Regions from separate parts of the Mus musculus genome. Here region 1 is linked to region 2. The links are chromatin contacts, called in public Hi-C maps. All regions are on one chromosome and are shown on one strand. The core of a region is the stretch at or near the end of the contact, and the rest is flanking DNA. Distances in the headings are between cores, read along the strand shown.

Region 1 (3,363 bases), core at 342-2,841, 51 kb before region 2:
CTGCATGTCTCTTTTAGCCCCTCAGACAGTCACATCACCTAAAATTCCTACCAAGGAGCCCTGAGAGACCTAGGTAGTTATCTCTGTTCCAGGAAGCCTGAAAGACCAGGCTTCCCATCTCACCCTAGGACTTCAAGAGGGACCCCCTACTCAAGGCCCTTCCCCAGCCCCTACTTGCCATTTTACCACCCCTGAAACGCTTGGCTTGTCGCCCACCTTCAGCAAAGCAGGAAGCCTGGCTCACCATCCCCACTCACTCACTGCCATTCTGGGTGAAGGCTGCTTTGCTCCCATTTTTCAGATTAGGAAACGGAGGCTCCAAAGAGCAGCAATCCACTGAGAGACCCAGTATCTGTCTGGGACGTTTCCTCCTGGGAGGAGAGGGAGGCTAGTCCTTTGAGACAGGAAAATGCAGTCGGGAGCTCTTCTGAACTTGGGTACCAACTGCCTACTCCTCAGGCCCTACCTGGGGCTAGGGGTGGGGTTGTTAGACAGTGAGGTACCAAAGGACTCATGTCAGGACCCCGCCCCCCCAAGAGAGGAGGGGGGTGGGAACATTCTCTAGTCCCAGATTTCACTTATGTACTCTGTAGAGCTGCAGCATCTGGGGTTTGAAGGCTTTGGGTTAAAAGATACTTGGGAAGGAAAAGCCGAGAAGTACCTGGGCCCGGATCCCTTGGGTGCTGGACTTGAGGGGAGGTGTGTGTGTGTGTGTGTGTGTGTGCGCGTGTGTGTGTGTGTGTGTGTGTGTATGTGTGTGTGTGTTGGGGGAGTGAAGTGTAGAAAGAACTTTATCTCCACATTATCTCTGCCAGTCCTGGAAGGTTCCCAGAGGAAGTGGCACCCGAGGGGGGAGGGGCAGGGAGAGAACGTTCCCCGAGGAACAAAAGCCAGGATAGCAGAGGGGCAAGCGGTGGGGGTACCGAGGGGGTTTTGCATGACTGGAGCAAATGGAGTGTTGGGGGGGGGGCGGTTCGAAAGATGAGCCAGGTCCAAGAGTGGCCACCTCCGAGGAGCCTTCTCGGATTCCTGCGCTCCCTCCCGGATGCTTTCCTAGCACAGCCCTTAGTTGCTACACTTTGGCCACTTCCAAGTGCGAGTCCCGAGAGAGCTGGGCAGATTGGGATTCTTCTCTCTGGGTCCCTGCGGCGTCTGTCCCAGTGCCGGACACCCGGTGGGCACTCGGTAAATATTTGTAGAGCGCCCTGGGAGGAATGAATGAAGCCATTGGGCCAGGCTTGGGGAGGGCGGGGACAGGCGCAGGTGGGAGGCAGCGGGAGCGGGAGGGGCGGGGAAGTCAGTCCTCCCGCTCCTCCCCCGCTCCCCGGCCCCAGCGCGCCCAACTCCGGGGCTCCCGAGGCGGCGGGCGGGCGATCCGGGCGCGCAGGGCCCTTGTATTGGGCACGCGGGAGATCGGAAAGGGGTTTGTTGCTGGTGCCCGCGGGCCCGAGCGCGATCAGAGCGGGAGGAGGGAGCTAGGGTTCGCTCAGCGCCCAGCTGCCTCTCCGGCACTCGCTCTCCGGACTTGTAGGTCTGCAAGCTGCTGCTCCTCCCACCCCGGCCCGCCTCCTCGCTCTCTTGCTCGCTCTCTGGAGTTGCTGTGCTAGCCTTGCCGTGCGTCCTGGCGAGTGCGGGCCGAGGGGCCCCGGGCCAGAACTGAGTAAAGGACAGGGGCGTCCCGGGCAAAGCGCAGCCGGCCGGGGAGTGGCCATGTGTGGCGAGGCCGCCTTGAAGCTCGCCTGCAGCAAGTGACCTCGGGTCGTGGACCGCTGCCCTGCCCCCTCCGCTGCCACCTGGGGCGGCGCGGGCCCGGTGCCCCGGATCGCGCGTAGAGCCGGCGCGATGCACGTGCGCTCGCTGCGCGCTGCGGCGCCACACAGCTTCGTGGCGCTCTGGGCGCCTCTGTTCTTGCTGCGCTCCGCCCTGGCCGATTTCAGCCTGGACAACGAGGTGCACTCCAGCTTCATCCACCGGCGCCTCCGCAGCCAGGAGCGGCGGGAGATGCAGCGGGAGATCCTGTCCATCTTAGGGTTGCCCCATCGCCCGCGCCCGCACCTCCAGGGAAAGCATAATTCGGCGCCCATGTTCATGTTGGACCTGTACAACGCCATGGCGGTGGAGGAGAGCGGGCCGGACGGACAGGGCTTCTCCTACCCCTACAAGGCCGTCTTCAGTACCCAGGGCCCCCCTTTAGCCAGCCTGCAGGACAGCCACTTCCTCACTGACGCCGACATGGTCATGAGCTTCGTCAACCTAGGTGAGTGGCGGTGGGAGGGGATATATTTCAGACTGGGGCCACTTTGGGACTGGGAGAGGGTCTCTGCTTACAGCCACTGTGGTCCACCTTTCCATTTGCAAAGCATCAGTGCCCGCCAGAGACTCTTCGCCCCGGGGTCTTAGTAGACTTTAAGCTCTGTGCGTCTCGGATAAGTCTTGCTGGCTCGGAGGGTTTGTCCGGGCTATCCGGAGGGTGCACCCCCAGCCCTGAGTCTCTGTCTGCTCCGCCGCGGGTTCATCTCACTCAGGGGCGGGAGGTCCCGGCTCGGCAGCGGCTTAGTTCAAAGCGCCCGGCTGGGTCATGTGAGCTGAACCGGCTTCAGCGGCCCGCGCTACCTGGATTTAAAGGGCCCTTGTGGGCAAAGCTGCCTTCCCGCCTTTCCTCTGCCCCTCTGAGGCCAGCTTGGTTCTGACATCCCGCGCATCCCCTTTTCTTCCCCTCTCTGACCCTACCTGTCCCATTGCGGAGCGCTGGTTTCGGCGTGCGCTCGGAGTGCCGCGGGGCTCCTCGCCTAGCCGCCAGTCGCCCACCTTTGGACTCTCGGCTGGAGCCGGGGAAAGAACGTTGCCATTGCGAGTTTTCTATTTTAAATGTTTAATGATAGGTCCCGGGCGGGCAGAATCCATTTTCAGCGTTTATCACGTGTGGCGCGCAAACCACGGGTTTTGGCGATTGGGTGGCTGGGGACCTCGGAACAGAGGCCGCCATGGAATGGCTGGGGAACCCGTTTCCCTGCTGGAGTTCCAGCCAACCCAGTGAGTGATGCGAGGCTGGGTTGCGGCTGGTCTGAGACAGCTCCCCCTGCAGCTGTGCGCGCACACGTATTCAACTTGCTCAAACTAACCCCCAGCCGTGCGCTGTGGGGCAGATCATCAAATATTTGGCTTTGGTGATAACAAGTCCTGATAGTGCCGTTTCCTGTGTCGCTTTTATTCTGCTTGTGGAAGTTGCTGAGAAAACCCCAGGTCAAGACACCAAACGCACCATGGGCTCCCGCCGTGTCAACTTGGAAATAATGAAGCTTGAAGACCACCCCTCCCTCGCTGGGCACCCGGGGCTCGGAAGGGATCTCCGTGAAGACAGGG
Region 2 (3,588 bases), core at 383-2,882:
CCTTTTCTGCTGGGCTGAATTCACCAAGTAAGTGGGGTCGTCTGGCCGAAGAAGCCCAGGTATCTGCGTTTTCCTGGTGTTGGAATAACACAGCTTTTACAAGAAACTTCACATTTGTGCGCGCGCACGCACAGGACACACACACACGAGGATGAAAGAACAACTTGAAGAAGTCTGCTCTCTCCTATGGTGTGGATTCCAAACTCAGTTGGTCAGGCTTGGTGGCAAACACCTTTACCCACTAAGCAATATTGCCTCTCCATGCCCTGGCTTTTTCCCTACATGGGTTCTGGGAGATCAAAGTCGGGTCCTCCTGCTTTGGAGGCAAGCCCCTCACTGACTGAGCCACCTTGCACCCTACTGTCTCTTCCTGTCATCTGCCTGGGGCTCCAGTGGTCCTCTTTTGTTCGTTCCAGCTCTCTGCAGTTTAGCATGGCCCTCTGAGGCCATGGCTTCAGTCTGGACCCTCGCTAAAATCTTGAGGGTGACAAGGACAGTCTGGCTTAGGTATCCCCCCTTTTTTTCTTTCTTCTGAGGCCCAGGGCTGTGGGAGCAAGATGTGGAGAACTGGAACTATCCATGTCCTCCCATCCCCCACCTTCTAGAACATTCCTTTCTCGAAAGCTCACCTAAGTTCAGGGCTGAGTGTAGACCGCAGTGTTTAGGATCTCTGTGCTTTCTGAAACTGTGCTGTCTCCCCCTCTCCCAGTCTCTACCCTTTCCCTGCCCCGGAGCCTTACTCAGGCCTCTTGAAAGTTCCGGAGTTCCGTCATCTGCCTCAGGAGTTGGTAAATGAATGTCGTCACCCTGGTGACTACGCTCGACTTGAAGGCTGCTGTTCTCACTTTGGAGTCTGTTTTTTCCTGTGTGAGTGAATGTTTACATGTGTGTTGGTGTGAGTATGCCTGGGTGGGTGTGCATAGATACATGTTCACACGGGCACGTGGAGGTCAGAGGTCAAGGTCAGCTGCCTTCCTCTGTTGCTCTCTCCACGTAATTTTTTTCTTTTGGACAGGGTCCCGCCCTCCCTAAATTGCAGCTCACTGACTGGCTAGAGAGGCTGCCCAGTGAACCACGGCTCACTGATTGGCTAGAGATACTGCACAGTGAACCTCGGCTCACTGATTGGCTAGACAGGCTGCCAAGTGAACTTTAGGGATCTACCTGTCTCTACTCCACCCCCCTAACCCTGGTGCTGGGGCTACCCAGGCATTCAGCCATGCTCTGCTTCTCACGTGGTTGCTGGGAATCCAATCACATCCTTGCATTTGATTGGTGAGCACTTGACACACCGAGACATCTCCCCAGCACGAGTCTTCATATTTTAAAATGATTTCCAACAAACCAGAAGAAAGCTCCGCTTGGCACAAACAGTGATACTCTCTTCATCATCCACAGACCGGTGTCTGGTGGCACCAGTCATGCCCGTCTGACCCTGTGGTCCACAGCAGCCCTTGAGCTCTGATCACAGAGTTGAATAGCTGTGGAGACACACCGGATAACCTGCCAAGCTGGGCGTATTGGCTCTTTTGAAAGAGATAACTTTGGCGGGAGCTTATGGCACGGGGTCTGCACCAGCCTTCCTCAGCTGGTGCTTTCTGAGGAGCCACAGGTGCCCCTCGGAGGGAGGGGTTCACGGTCTGTTAAGGATGAGGAATGCCAGCTGAGGAAAATGAACGGGCTCAGGCGAGGAAGCTGATACCCAGAGAGCCCACGGGGCTCCAAATATCAACAGCTCATCTGGAAGCGGAGCTCTCCTGGCTGGTAGCTAAAGACATTTTGAGCCGTCAGGGTGAGGCTCTGTCTGTACCTGGATAAGGGACAGAAGGGAAGGTGTCCCTGTCCAGGTGTAGTGCTTTCCCAGGAAGGCCTTTCATTGGTCACCTGGCCAGGGAAGGACTGCCCTTAAACCATCCAGACAATACACTGAGGTCATTGGCTGTGCGGGTGAGGACATCTGGGATGGCTACAGGACAGGATGACTGGGCACTTCCTAGCCTTCCGACGGGTTCGTGGTCTTCCCCATCCGGTGGTCTCCAGTGAGAGGTTCTTTAGTGTCATCTGGGTGCATAGGTCCCATTCGCACGCACCACCAGCAAGTCCCTGGGGGTGTCTCATGATTGTCTTCCGGGGCACCTTGGTAACCTTGGTAACAACAGCACTGGGACCCTTCCTATCCCGTTCTGAGGACACCCTGCTTATGTAGACAGCCGGATGGCTGACAGACTTCCCCTCCTGCAACCACATGGGTAAAAGGCTCACAGGTGACCAGAAGCTACTGTGTGCTGGGCCTTGAGCTGGCAGGAGAGTCCCCTGTGCCCACCCTGGGAACTTGATGTTTTCATAGTTCCTGCAGAGGTCAAGCTCAGGGGAACACCAGAATCCCAGGAGGCAGATAACCAGTCCTCACCCTGACTAACAGTAAACCAAGACCTCCAAACCTTGAGGCCACAGACACCACGTGGGTGGAGGAGACCCATCTGGTGGCCGACAGAATTTGGAGCTGATTGCCTGCCAGGCCTCAGTTTCCCTCCCTGCTCCAGGACATCTGCTTCCATCCGAGTGTGTGGTGTGGACGCCGCAGAGTTCCTTCTGGAAGCCTGATGTTTGCTGGCCTGACGTCAGAGCCTACTGGATGGCAAATTGCAGAGTCCCTGGCTTGCTGAATGCTCACTTCCTCCATCTGGCCCTGGGGGAGGTCCCAGGTCAGAGGTGCCCTTCCCAGACCACCCAGGCAGTGTGCAAAGCCTGCCTGTTATCCCTCCTTCCAGCTGTAGCGCCCCCCCCCCCCCCGTTAGTCACCAAAGCGTCACAGCTGGGTTCGGGGGCGAGCGTGTGGTGTGGGGCGGAAGTCAATACCCTCTGGACACCTCGGCTCCCAGAGACAGACATGCAGCATTGGGAAGGATGGATGGGTGAATGTTGTGGGGGTGAGGCCTGGTGACCCCGTTTTTCATACAGAAAAGACGACAGGAAAGGTGTTGACTCCATGGCCTTCTTTCCCCATTCCTGGACAGCCATGTCCTGCACACCAGGCTGGTGTTGGACGTGGCGGTGGGGGTGGGGGTGGGGTGGAATAGGAGAGAAGCGAGGGGCTGCCTGTGCAGGCGCCTGTGCTTTGAGTTGGTGTCACACCAGGCTCTGGCTCACCTGTTGCTTCTGGAAGCAGGACAGTCCTGTGGTCCCTGAGGGCACCACTGCTGCTCCCCAGGTTCATCCCAACGAACTGCTTGGAGTCTCCATTCCTTCATGTTCTCCATGAACATGATGACATGACCTGTTCTGTTGACGTCTGGGAGGAAGAAGAGGGTGAGCTCATGGAACGTGCCGAGCCCCGGGGCAGCCCTGCCTCTGTGCTCATGAATCCCAGATGTCTTTATTACTGCTGGTGTATTCCTCACAGTCTGCCTGCCGGGGGAGGCCAGCAGTCACCGACAGCCTTTTATAAAAGAAGAAACCGAGGCAGTAAAAAGCCCCGGGGTTAAGTCACATGGCTCTCAGTGCTGAACTTGGGACTCAGACTTGGGTCCCCTGTTCTTCAATGGAAAAGCCTTTTAGAAATATGGGTACCAATGGCCTGGTGGGGAA

Evidence for each region. A called contact is a pair of places that touch in the nucleus more often than the background predicts.
Region 1: a contact with region 2 is called in a Hi-C map of nephron progenitors, with 1.8 times the contacts expected there. The contact joins the promoter of Bmp7 here to the enhancer-like site in region 2. A contact is called at or near these places in 8 of 484 Hi-C or Micro-C datasets (Sertoli cells, cerebral cortex, embryonic fibroblasts and 4 more) and 10 of 115 datasets of contacts at active chromatin or transcription factors (the SCID.adh cell line, cardiomyocytes, double positive thymocytes and 5 more).

The regions. Positions count from the first base shown.
Region 1 is chr2:172,938,549-172,941,911 of GRCm38.p6, reverse strand. It overlaps Bmp7 (bone morphogenetic protein 7), which reads left to right and starts at 1,591. Exons shown (of 7, transcript NM_007557.3): 1 at 1,591-2,257. The coding sequence starts at 1,843. It overlaps Gm40010 (a long non-coding RNA gene), which reads left to right and starts at 2,267. Exons shown (of 3, transcript XR_867069.2): 1 at 2,267-3,363.
Region 2 is chr2:172,887,460-172,891,047 of GRCm38.p6, reverse strand. All of the region lies in intron 3 of Bmp7 (bone morphogenetic protein 7), which reads left to right. Among named protein-coding and RNA genes, the nearest start is that of Gm36254, 26 kb to the right of the region's middle. Within about 2 kb of position 1,632, at least 15 of the 459 cell types and tissues checked have an H3K27ac peak or open chromatin away from gene starts, as enhancers often do. A contact at or near this core is called in kidney and nephron progenitors, where this site is marked.